Regions from separate parts of the Mus musculus genome. Here region 1 is linked to region 2. The links are chromatin contacts, called in public HiChIP or PLAC-seq maps. All regions are on one chromosome and are shown on one strand. Each heading gives the region's core, a stretch centred on a gene start, on an enhancer-like site or on the middle of the called end of the contact. The rest is flanking DNA. Distances are from core to core; before and after follow the strand shown.

What was found. HiChIP or PLAC-seq counts read pairs in DNA pulled down with a chosen protein or histone mark.
Region 1: a FOXA1 HiChIP or PLAC-seq map of pancreatic cancer cells shows a contact between it and region 2. The contact joins two enhancer-like sites. A contact is called at or near these places in 1 of 39 promoter capture datasets (the 3T3-L1 cell line), 1 of 484 Hi-C or Micro-C datasets (embryonic stem cells), 1 of 115 datasets of contacts at active chromatin or transcription factors (pancreatic cancer cells) and 1 of 9 other capture datasets (embryonic stem cells).

Annotation. Positions count from the first base shown.
Region 1 is chr19:58,612,480-58,619,477 of GRCm38.p6, reverse strand. The region is part of intron 1 of 1810007D17Rik (RIKEN cDNA 1810007D17 gene); the gene reads right to left. Among named protein-coding and RNA genes, the nearest start is that of 1810007D17Rik, 9.6 kb to the right of the region's middle. Within about 2 kb of position 2,652, at least 15 of the 459 cell types and tissues checked have an H3K27ac peak or open chromatin away from gene starts, as enhancers often do. A contact at or near this core is called in pancreatic cancer cells, where this site is marked.
Region 2 is chr19:58,102,705-58,108,779 of GRCm38.p6, reverse strand. All of the region lies in intron 28 of Atrnl1 (attractin like 1), which reads right to left. Among named protein-coding and RNA genes, the nearest start is that of Gm50287, 5.9 kb to the right of the region's middle. Within about 2 kb of position 4,024, at least 125 of the 459 cell types and tissues checked have an H3K27ac peak or open chromatin away from gene starts, as enhancers often do. A contact at or near this core is called in pancreatic cancer cells, where this site is marked.

The DNA.
Region 1 (6,998 bases), core at 1,403-3,902, 510 kb before region 2:
TCTTCAGGAGCCAGAGAGCAAGAGAGCAAGAGAGCAAGAGCTCTATTGCTTACATCTTTAGGAGCCAGAGCGCAAGAGCGCAAGAGCGCAAGAGCGCAAGAGTGCAAGAGAGCAAGAGCCAGAGCAAGAGAGAGAATGGCAAAACCCCATCCCTTTTTAAGGAGAATTATCCTCCGCCTAGGACGTGTCACTCCCTGATTGGCTGCAGCCCATCGGCCGAGTTGTCGTCACGGGGAGGGCAGAGCACATGGGGTGGAGAACTACCCTTGGCACATGCGCAGATTATTTGTTTACCACTTAGAACACAGGATGTCAGCGCCATCTTGCAACGGCGAATGTGAGGGCGGCTTCCCATACAAGATGACCTGCCCAGGGGATGGTGCCACCCACAGTGGGCCAGGTGCTCCCACCTCAATCATTAATCAAGAAAATGCCCTACAGATATACCCAGAGCCAAACTGATGGAGGCAGCTCTTCAAGTGGGGCTTACTCTTCCAGGGTTTCTCTAGTTTTTGTTGGGTTAACCAAGAGTAAATCTCACAGTGTGTATTGTGTACTTGTATGCTGATGCCTGCTTAGTGTGTATTCATTTGGAGGACAAAGGACAACCTTGAGTGTTTTGTGACAGAGTTTCTCGATGTTCTAGAATTTGGAAAGTAAGCTGGATTGGATGTCCTAAAGCCTCAGTGTCTGTCTGTCTTGCCTACCTGGCACTGGGATGACCAGTGTGTGTGTCATGTATGACCTTTTTATACGGACTCTGGGATTTGAACTCAAGTCCCCGTGCTTATAGGCAAGCACTTTACCATCTTTGCCTTCTCCCTATCCCCAGGCTTCAGACTTAAGGGGCCTTTGTACATCCAATCTCTCTCTCTCTCAGAACCAGTTGCTATCGGCTGGAGAGATGGCTCAGTGGAAAAGAGTTGAGTCTGGTTCTGAGCACCCACATCAGGTGCCTTATAAGTGCCTATAACTCCAGCTCCAAGAGATTTGATGCCCTTTTCTGGTCTCCAGGGGACCCTGTACACAAGTGACAAACATTCACACACACACATAAATAAATAGATAAATATAATTATGAAATAAGAAAGAACCAGTTGCCATGCAGAGAAATCCAGATTAGGCAGAAGTGATGATTTATAAGGATAATACCAGCACTTAAGAAGCTGAGGCAGAAGGATTACTGTGAGTTCAATGCGAGTTTGTATTATATAGTGCAGAAATCATGAGAGAGGAGTCCCCTGGCTCCAGATATGGATAGCCATCTTGGCCCCTCACACCCAGCTTCGCATACAGTAGCTCTCAGCTCTCTGCACCATATAAATGACTCCAACTGATATAATAGAGTTTTAGCATAATTTGCCAGAACGTTAATCTCAGAACCACAGGCATTAAAACAATTGTTGTTTTAAGCAAATAATCAATACACAACCAGGGTAGTATGATTTCAAAAATGCAATGTGGTTATAAAATATAATCGGTATGTGTTGTAGCTTATCAAAAGACCCTCACTCACAAAGACCACAGAGATCGCCATTGTTGCAAAATGCATGAGGATCTTACTTATCCAACATGTTGGGGAACCCCCTCTCAGCACGCAGGCTGGAGGAGAGACCCAGAACAAAGAAAGAACACACTTTTTATACCTTTGTAAGGGCCAGATATAGGCACTAGGGTAGTTTGGCTTATTTTAATTGGTATAGCCAATAACCTTCTTAGACATTGGTTGATTTGTATAGGGTGACCCTCATTTTGTCTGTCCTTGTGGTTTTTAGTGTGAGGCAGGGCAGGGGAATTGTTACTCTTGTTCTGGCAGCTGTAAAGTTAGTCATTTTGACCGTTAAATCTATGTTTCTATATTTGTTTAGTTAGTCAGCTTCTTTACCTGGCTCTGTACTTGGCCTGCTAGTACAGTTTGGAAACGCCTTTTGAAGAGGGAAGGTACTGGGTAGTCTTGAATTTATTTTGGATGTTACATATATTCTTTCCTTAAGTAGGTATGTTCCAATATTTAATATTATTACTTTTAAGTTTTATTTATGTGCTTATCTGCATGTGTCTTGGTCCTCTGGAAGAGCTCGCTGCAAGTGTTCTTGACCACTGAACCATCTCTCCAGCCTCTCAGTCTGGATTCTCCTACATTAGGCATATGGCTTAGGCTTAGACAAAATGGTTTGGTGCCTTATAGTGAACTACTAATTTTTTTTTTTAAAGCAGTGGCTTCTTAGTAAAAGGGAATATCCTGGAGTCTAAAACTCACCCAGAGGCTTGCTGTGAATGATTGATGTGCTTTTAATCTGGTGGCGCAGGAAAGGGTATGCCATCTTCCAATGACAGCTTATGATAAATGTGCTTTCTCTGAATTAATCCTTTATAGAATTTCCAAATACCTGTGCATACTTCTTAATATGATTATGTACAGAAGTCTTATGCTTGATATTTGACCCTAACTGAAAAAGAGTTTAAGCCAATAATATGAAAAATAATGTTTTGCAGTAGGCTATTCTTTTGTGTGTTTGCTTTTGTTGCTGTGATAAAGCACTTACTAAAACCAACTTCGGGTAGAAAAAGTGTATTTGCTTATAGCTCATGACTCATTGCTGCGGGAGAGTTTCTGCTAAGCAAACATTCAAGGCTGGGACTGAAGCAGAGCCGGTGGATGAGTCCTGCTCACTGGCTTATTCCCCTGGCTTGCTCAGCTACCTTTCCTACATAGCCCAGGACTACCTGCCCATGGATGGCCCCGCCCACAGTGGAATGGCCCCTCCCACATCAATCAGAGATCAAATGAATGCCGCACAATGTGCCGATAGCCCCATCATACCGAGGTTCCCACTTCCCAGGGGACTCAGGCTTGTGTCAAGTTGGGTCTAGCACTGTCTTGTTTTGAGTTGTGGTTGTGCTGTTGGTTATTTTTCAGCTGCTTCTCACTGGACTGTTTTTATTTAGGCTTTTGCCTTGTTTTGTTCCTTTTTTTTTAAATAAATTGTTTTATTTATTTATTTATTTATTTATTTATTTATTTATTATTATATGTAAGTACACTGTAGCTGTCTTCAGACAAACCAGAAGAGGGTGTCAGATCTCATTACGGATGGTTGTGAGCCACCATGTGGTTGCTGGGATTTGAACTCTGGACCTTCGGAAGAGCAGTCAGGTGCTCTTACCCACTGAGCCATCTCACCAGCCCCCTGTTTTGTTCTTTTAAACAACAAACGTTGGCAAAGATGGAGAATTTGAACTCGTGTGGACTGTGGTAGGTTCAGAAGTGGTTCGATCATTGGGGGAAACATGCAGCTCTTCAGAAATATAAACTAAAAAATAGAATCACCCTTTGATCCAACAAACTTACCAAAGTGTTTACACAGGAGAATTCAAAGCACAAACTTATCTGAGTGGTGGTGGCACCTGCCTTTAGTCCCAGCACTCAGGAGGCGGAGGTGGATTTCTGAGTTTGAGACCAGCCTGTTCTACAGTGTGAGTTTCAGGACAGCCAGTGCTACTACACAGAGAAACTCTGTCTTGACAACAACAACAACAACAACAACCCAAAAAAAATCGCAGTAGAAATGAAGAAAAACTTATATGCCTACATTCACAGCATCATTATTAATTAAAAAACAAAACAAACAAACAAAAAATACAAAAAGAAAAAAACCTAGAAATGTCCCAAAAGTTTACTACCAGAAAAAATGGAGACACAAAACAGAAAATCGTTCTCCATTAAGGAAAAAGGACAATTTCTAACATATTTCTATAATGTAGATAAATTCTGAGGACACGATAAGTGAAATAAGGCACAGACAATCACTGGGTAATTCTGCCCTATAAGAGCCCTAAAGTAAGGCCTGCAGCCGCAGATACAGAACCAGTCCAGGTATCCATCAGTAGATAAATGGATGAAGAAAATGTGATGTATAATGCAATGGGTTTTCTGCAGCCATAAAGAAAAAGGAAACCATGACACTGTACGGAGATACACGTGACTGAATCCCGGGGCGCTCCACGTCCACTCTACCCCAATCCTGGGGCGCTCCAGGTCCACTTTGCCCCAAACCCCTCACTCTTCAACCCTGGGCCCAAACACAGGCCATTCTAATCAACAAAGAGCTAATCCATCAAACACATTAACACTTCAGCTCTCAGGAGCCTTTAGCATATCTTTACTTAGCTCACAGCATCTCACTGCCCAAGCTCTAGGATCGATAGAAAAACCGACAGCCATTTTTTTTTTTTTCCTTCAAATAAGAGGAAGGCCTCATTCAGCCCAAGTTCAACTCTGTACGGACTCCTTATACCCCAGCCTTCCCGAGCAGACAGGAAGGTGAGACACAGGGAGACACTGTGAGAATGTGGTCCCGGATCTCAGGCTGACCGACCCGACCCTTGTGAGAACTGCAAGTCTAGCGCTCTTGACATTGTTCACATGCTGCCTCGCCTTTTCTTCACAGTGCTGGTCCCTGGACGGAACTTTCTTGCGCCCCTGTTTACGTGTTTGTACTTGTTTCTAGCTACAGTGAGTACTTAATCAAAGTGGGAACTGTGTGGCTCAGGAATCTTCATCTTCGATGCCTGGGAGTGTCTGGCCCACAGCAATCAGACTACATTGCTGTTTCATTGAACCCTCCCTGCAGATAGACAGAGGTTAGCCATCTTTAGATTAAACTGCAGTGGGAAATTCCTTTGCGGTGGAACATTTTGCAGAACGGCGGACATCTGAAGTATAGCCCTCATTAAGCAGCAAGGTCTGTGTTATTTTTTTAGACAATGTAGGTTCAAGTGTCTTGACAGGCCTATAAATTAACTACTTCACTGCCACAGACCCCACCTTCTATGGGAAATGCATTTCATGTTCTATGCAACTAATATTGCGGAGATAGAGAAAGAAAAAGACCTCCGAAGGTCCATTAACAATACGATAAAATCTGAGACAGTTCAGCTCCTGCCCGAGGCAGAGCTTGGAAGGACTTTTCTGAGGAGCCTGTGTAGACTCACTGCCAGCAAGAGGTGCCTCATATAACCACAGGCTCCTTTATGAGAGGAGAGGCTGTCACCATACACTCACGTGGTTAGTGTTCACACGCTCAGTACTTGTCTAATAAAAACCTAAGGATGTCCAGAATTCTGGGTGGTACAAAACCAATTAAATGTATTTTTTAAAAGCTTCATCTCTTCTTATCACAAGACTATAAACAATAATTAATAAGAAACCATCCCAGGTGAACAACAGGAGACACTGCTTACAGTATGAGTGCTTTCTAGAAAATCCTTAATAAAGACAAATTTAATTTAGTTTATCTATTTTACTTGTAGAAACATCTGGCACAAAGCTTTCTTATAGATATTAAAGAAAACCAGTGTCTCACGGTTAACTTCACAAAATAATACTAATCAATATTGAGGAAATACAAGCTACACTTTTCCTGATGCCCCCTGCCCTGCCCAGAGTGACTTACTTAGCCCTCAGGAGGCAGCTACTAATGTTATATTTACTTTTATAAATATTTGCTAATGACATTATCAGTGTGTAAATTGTGAGTACCAGGTAGAAACGAATTTCATGTGAAAATACTCATTAAATATCTTCTAGAAAATTGAGAATTTATCCAAGAACGGTTATGAAAAACTACTCTCATGCCAGGTGTGGTATCACATGTCCTTAATCCCAGCATTTACGAGGCAGAGGCAGGAGGATCTCTGTGAGTTCAGGGCTAACCTGGTCTATATAGTGAGTTCCAGGTCAGTCAGGGATATGCAGTGAGACCCTGTCTACAAATCAAACAAAAAGTGAAAATTTAATCCCATTGTAATCTATGCAGTTCATACCAAAGAACTTAAATGAGGAACAAGTAACTAATTTGAGCCTGAGGATCTAGATAATGGAGATAACCAAATAGGCACACTTGTCACCGTGAGTGTGTGTGTTTGCTGGTTGCTCTGATGGTGTAGGCACACTTGTCACGGGGTGTGTGTGTGTGTGTGTTTGCTGGTTGCTGTGATGGTGTAGGCACACTTGTCACGGTGTGTGTGTGTGTGTGTGTGTGTGTGTTTGCTGGTTGCTGTGATGGTGTAGGCACACTTGTCACGGTGTGTGTGGAGGTCAGGGATCAACTTTCAGGAGTCAGTGCTTTTCCCCCACTGTGTGTTTGTAGCTTGTATGATACAAGTCCCAGATAAAAAGCAGGTTAGAGATGAAACGGTTTATCTTGGCTTCTGGTTCCAGAAGGATAGCGCTCATCATGGTGGAGAAGGTGTAGCAACAGGAGCTGGACAGCTCATTCCATCTGCACACAGGAAACACAGACAGACAAAAATGCAGGGCGAAGCTGTGTTCAAATACCTGCACCTATGGCCATTTCTCACTTAAGGCACAACACAAGCTTGGTGGCAAGCACCTTTACATGCGGAGCCCTCCCACCAGCCCTACATATGAACCCTTTTCAGTGTATACTCACGTTAAACAAAGTGCATAGCTGTGCACACATAACCTGCACCCATGTTAAACAAAAAGTGCTACAGCTGTGCACACACAGCCTGCACTCAGATTACACGTAAGGCATCACAGCTGTGCACACACACCTGCTCTGACCCCTTCTCTGCTGTCTGCTTCTCCCTCTGGGATGTTTGATGCAGGTGTGTCTGCCTGTTCTACACCATGTCCAGTGTTTAACATTAAATAGAATTATCATGAAACACAATATTTTTGGTTTAATTTCCTCATTATTATGGAGCTACTCAGAATTTTTTTCCTCACTTTGATTTTTAATACTTTCTCTAATATATGCTTTGCTAAAATAATAGTTACTGCCACATATCATAAAAGTGTCAATTGTATTAATGTAGTATAAAATGCATCATATAACTATCATGGGTGGGGGCTTTGTGGTTTTATAAGCAGTATATTAGGTCAGGGTTAGGAAGGCCAAGTCAGAGTTTCATCCAATCTTGCTGAATTCTGTTGTCAATGTGATTCATGAAAATTATCTGAGGCTTAGCAG
Region 2 (6,075 bases), core at 2,775-5,274:
GTCTGTGTGTGTGTGTCTGTGTGTGTGTGTGTGTGTGTGTGTGTGTATAGGTGCACACCACCTAGTGACGATTACTGACGGCGGTCAGCCCAGACCCTGGTCTTACTATCCATTATAAAGACCCAGACAGTAGAAAATGGAGGCCTGCAGGGAGCATCAAGTCAAGATCAGAGAAAGAGCTCCAAGCTTCCAGGCAGCAGCCTCTGCCAGCACCAAGTCCCTGGTAACATGGCACACGGAAAAGCAGGATGTCTGCCTGTGGCTTAACCCCAAAGAAGTTTTCTAATGGTACATTTATGAATTCTAATAAACATGGAAGTACAGGTTGGAAATCAGTACAGAACCAAGACTTGGTCAGAGGCCCTTCTCACGCACATGTGTCTATTCACACAAAATCCACTGCGTGAAGGATAGCTAAAACCATATTCTCACCTTTTTCCTACGAGTTCACGTTCTAGGTTATATTGCAACCATCTCTGACTTTGGGCAGTGTTGGGGTACATCCGATAGGCTGAGACTATTTCAATCAAAAGGTCTCTGGGAGTCCAAGCTACATGGACTTGACTTGCTGTGTGGAGCAGCAGCCACAGCCCATCAAACTTTGTGCAAATGTAATCTACAGTTGACAATTGTGATTGGGCCACGGTGAAATCTGGGGGAGCTCAGGAGACTGAAATGTGGGGTTGTTGCCCCCCAGCGCCCACAATCAAGTTGCTGGAACAGTTCAGGCGAGGAGGCTGCCCTCTTAAACGCCCATTCGAACTGAAGAGTCCTCTGGAAAAACTCGAAGGAGCTGACTCACTAATGTGCAGCCAACACTTTAACAAGTACTTTAAACGATGCTCGGCTTTGAACGGATAATTGGCCCCATTCTTCCCTCCCCGTGTCTGTGGCTCCCGTTGAAATCAATGAGTATTGCATATTCAAAAGGGACAGAGAGAACAAAGTTGTAGGTTGAATTAATGGGATAAAGGACTGCAGAGCCCTTAAAGCTTGTGCAATTAAATCGTGGCCTCACACAATTCTCCAGGGTCACCAGCAATTTGCTGGCCTAGGAAAGCCAGCTGACTTTCCATTCAGAGGTGTCACAGTTTATAGAATGCATTTCCTTAGACATCGACACATGGCCATTCTCAGCTCAGAATCTACCTTCTCATTCTGTCCCTTTAGAATTTGATGTCCTGGAGTCTGGGATTCACTCACATGCCCTTAGCCCCAGTTGCACTCACCAGTTACTACAGAGGCACTGTGTCCACTGCGAGGTCACAAGCATGTGAGCACCTGCGATTATCTTATTTTCCTATACAAGCTTTATGCAATATACATACCAAATTAAATATGTATTATTTACCTCATATGTAATGCTTCATTATATACAGTTTTTTTAATCGTCTGCAGAAAGCTGTAACTAGCAAGGACTCTGTCACGTCTATCACTATATTCTCAATATTTGATTTGATTGTAACTACCAAACATTTGTAATCAACAAAATATTTTTCAATATCTTCTGCTGGATAGTCACAAAGCCATAAGAATATTTCAATATTTGCCTAAGCAATTCCTCTTTTTGGAACAAAGAGAAAGAAGGTAGCATTTATGAACTCGCTTTTATATGTTAATTTCTCTCCAAGTGCTTTCCTTTTCTAATGAATTCTCAGTGGTGGAGCGGGATGCCTTGTTTTATTATTTATTTATTTATTTTAGAGTTACGAAATTGAAAGCTCTAGAGAGATTATGTGCCAAAGAATGACCCAGAACCAGGAAGTAGAAGAGCTGAGCTCTGAACCTTCTGACTCCCTTCCCCCTCAATGAGTTTGTCTTCAGAGACAGGAAAACTAAGTATGAGAAATTCAGTCGGTAGGAATGAGAGATGAGAATGGTAGCTCACCCTGGTCTACAACTGCGCTGAAAGTGAGCATCGAGGAGCCAGAAGCTTGGGGCTGCCTCTTCAGAAGTCCACAGGCAGCTGGAGGGCTGAAGGTGACTCTGTGGATTGTGACAGCAGGAGCCCTCAAGCTGGGACCTCACGTGTCACACACATCTCCATTTGCTTTGACAACTGCTGCCTATTCCAGACACACCAGTCCCTGCTTTTTGGTGGGCATGATCTCAGAGCCCAACATCCCCACACCCTTGGGGTCCATGCCCCATGTTTCCCTCTCCCTGGTCCACCCACCTTGTGCTATCTTACTTCCCTCAAAAGAGCATCCCGACCTCGTTCTGGTGTGTCTCAGAAGCCAGGCTCATTCTCAAAGTACTTTGAACTTTATACCTGAAACTTGAACCAAGGTAAGAATCATGGTGGTTTGGGTAGCCAAGAGCAGGCTGGTTATCTGTGACAACTGTGCACCATTACTGCATCTGATCTGGGCCTGCTGTGCTAGCTAAGAGCCCTCAACCCTGAATGCCTCAGCCTCACTCACTGGCCTGTGTTGGGCACGCCGGGGAGAGAAGAGACCTCATTCTGGCATTGGGATTGGGAAGGCTGTAAGGGGCAGAGGACGAACAGATCCTTCTGCTGACTGATTGCTCTTCATCTGGTGTTGTGCTAGCTGAATCCTTTACCAGCATCAATCCATCTGATCGTCCCATGGCCCCTCCTGGCCCCTTTGGGATTTGGGTTACTGTCCTCATTGGTAGGATGGATAGTACGGCTTCAGGGCAGTTAAGCACCTTTTACTAAAGACAGTAGTGCCTAAAGAGCCTGGGTGACTCTCTAGCCATCTCTGGAGATGTTAGTAAGGAGACATCTGTAAATTAGGTGATTGGGACTGTGTTTATGACACTGATGTTGAGGGGGATAGAGCATCCTGTCTGTGGAAAGGAAAGAGATTAGGAACCCATTAAATACCATTTTATAAATCTACTGCGGGTAAGCTTGTAAGGCTCTTAGTGCATCAGCCCTCACACCACCAGCTCCCCCTCTCGAGTGCCACGCTCTGGCCACACCAAAAGCTTCCCCCTTCTCTCGAGTGCCACACTCTGGCCACAGACAATGCTTCTTAGAGTCTTTTCCTCAGTATCTCTCATCTCTGCAAAGGTGAGTGAATGTGGGGTCACTGGGAGATCTGGCCAGTCCAGTGAGCCTGCTACAGACACACGGTTGGTGAGTGACAGCAGCCAGCACTCTGTCCTCAGCCCCAGGCCCTTCCTGCCTTGGCTGCCCTCTCAGGTAGAAAAGGCCCAGGCATTTCCCCATTGCTACTGTACGAAGCAGGACTGTCTTCCCCCATCATTTTTGGTGGACTGTGCCTTGACATTTCCCCGGGGTTTCACATACCTCGTGCATCATTATGCTGCCTCCTAAAGCTATGTGACATTCCATGTAGATTTTCTGTTACTTATCAAGTTCACAGCTCTCCTATTATAAATAATGCTGATTTGACCTCCCCAGTTTATGAGTATTGGACCAAATTTCTGTTCATTTTCCTCAGGTGGATTCCTATGAAACCCACGGAGCCTGTGAGCCAAGGCTCTTGAGAAGCGCAGTCCAGTCAGGTTTACCAGAAGACGCCACGCCATCATCACAAGGCCTTTCACGTGTACAGCGACAGTCAATCCTGCACTAACTTGGCCGTTCTGAGTGTTATTATTATTTTAGTATGTATAATCAACTACTAATTAGGCCATAGGAATCTCACTATTTTATTAGTTGTTACTTTATCAATGGCTTCTTTATATGTTTTTTTCTCTTGCATATTGATAAGCTAGCTTATCTTCATTGATGTTCATGAGCTTTTCCTACCATAGAACAACCATCTTCTTTGTCTGTAGTGTTCCCTGGCTTCCCTGCTTGCTCTGGCTGTCTTTTTGCTCTTTTGATTAGTAAGAGTTGGCTTCTAGAGCCAGGCTGCATGTCTCCTACAGTTCTCCAAGCCAAATGCTTCCTGTTACCCGCAATGGGTGGCAAGCGGTTGCAGTCAGACTGAATCATTTAATAGTCTTATGTTAGCACATGGTGTGGTGGTGTGAAAAACAGCAGAGAGGAAGCACACCATGCGGGGCTCTGCTAAGGTATGCAGAGGCAGGAAATGAGTCACGGATGACTTTCCAGGCTTCCAGCTTTCCGACAGAGCACACAGACAGGTCCCCGAGTGTTAGGCTGCTCAGTAAGGAGGGCAAGAGGGTGGGGGCTCAGGGTGAGGCTGGCAAAGCAAAGGCCGGAGGCACCCTGAGCTCAGTCCCTCACACTGGTAACTGCACATCTCTCATGCTGTCTGCACAGGGCTTGTGCAAGATGGGCCATCAGCGGGATGTCCACTTTCCCCACACCCACTGACTCTGTAGTTTAGTGTAGTTGCTTTCTTCGATTAATTAACTGGGCCTCAGTTTTATCACCTATAAAGCAAGCATGAGGCTGTGACGAGAAAATAAGGTTGCTCTCATGTTATATATGAAGAAACAGGCACAAGAGACAGGGATTTTTATGAGTGTATCACAGCCAGTCACTCTGGTTAGCTCAGAAGCCAGTGAGTGTGGGAATGAAACTGGATACGGTCCGTGGGGGCTGCCAAGACGACGCAGAACGGAGAGTGCTTGCCCATAAGCTTGAAGACCCCTCAGACCCCACATAGAGGTGGAAGGGGAGGACCAGGTCCGCACAGCTGCCCTCCGACCTCCCACGTGCTCAATGGCCCCATCCCCTTACATCACACACACATGCAATAATAAATTTGAAAAAAAGAACATAAGAAAATGGCTTGTGCATTTTGATAAAAAAGTATTGCTATATTCAGTATCTTAAGACTGAAAAACCAAACCAAACCAAACCACCAGCAGCAGCAGCAGCAGCAGCAAGAAAACCCACTAGCATGCAGGACTAGAATTTAAAGCCCAGCCATTGGCCTGGCTTCTTCTCATTCAGATGTCTAACAACTCATTTGACGTCCACGGTGAGCAGTACCCGCACTGAGCCAAGTAAGAATCTTGACAAAAGTCTGCTGGAAAGTTTGTTGCATTTGCCCACCCCAATAGTGCACTTAAGGCTGGCATATGACACTATCAATGGCCTTTCCCTGCCGTGTGTGTTGGGTGTGGTGGCTTCTCAGATGCGATCTGAGCACTGGCAATGGGCAGGAGCCACCTGTGTGTGAGGAGAGGATGGGACGGAGGACAGGAGTGAGGAGGGGGTTGTGGCTTGGCTCCTGGACTTGATGAACAGTGGCCTGGAGGTGGGAAGGGGTGTGGTTTCTCTGAATGGCGCTGGTGAGAATCACTGTCACAAGAGGCCCTCAACACAACTCTTGAAGTAAGAAGCCCATGCAAAGTGCATGGGGACAAAGGATGAGCCTGCGTTGTTAACCACACCCCTGCCCCTGGCTCACACCCTCTGCAGAGGGCTTTCATGGCCATGTGGTCTTGTGGATGGAAGCGGTTTGGGAGGATGTTCTGGCAGTTGCCCTTTTGGCTCGATTTAGATGCTTCTGTTGGGCAGCGGGTACTTAGGCATCAAGTGAGTGGGATCAGGCAGCTTTAGCAGTGCCAAGCCTTGCCCAGAGATAAGATGGCAGGTCTTCGTGGTCCTCACCCCACTCCCACAGGTGGTAATACCCAGGCAGAAGCTGACTTTCCAGTTCTTCACACACTCTCAAGGGCCACAGACCAAGCAGGAACTCCCCTAACCTGCGTTCTCCCATCGACGTCACTTAGGGAAGATCATGTTTAATGATGCTTAAAGTATCCTTTGGGCCCCATGATCTCTGCTTAACTACACTCTAAACAGAAATATACATTCTAATCAAAAAAAATTAAATACATTCAGTGCATACTTTTGTTCTTTCCCAAGGTAAGATGATTCTCCCTGGAAATTCGAGAGCATCAGTCTGATATTGTTTGACATCTGTCTGACCCATCTCTACCCATTTTAAAAGCTCAGTAAAGTGATAAAATTCCTGATCATGCATAGTCATCTCCTCTCTTCAGCACACCTGGAGTCTTCCAGGCAGACGTGGTTGGAGGGCTGCACATGCTGCAAGCCCTAGGGGATGGCCTGGAGGGGGGAGGAGGGCAGGAGACAGGTCCTAATTCTGAGATCCTTGCATACTGTTGCACTTAGCCTTCATCCTATGGTTTGTG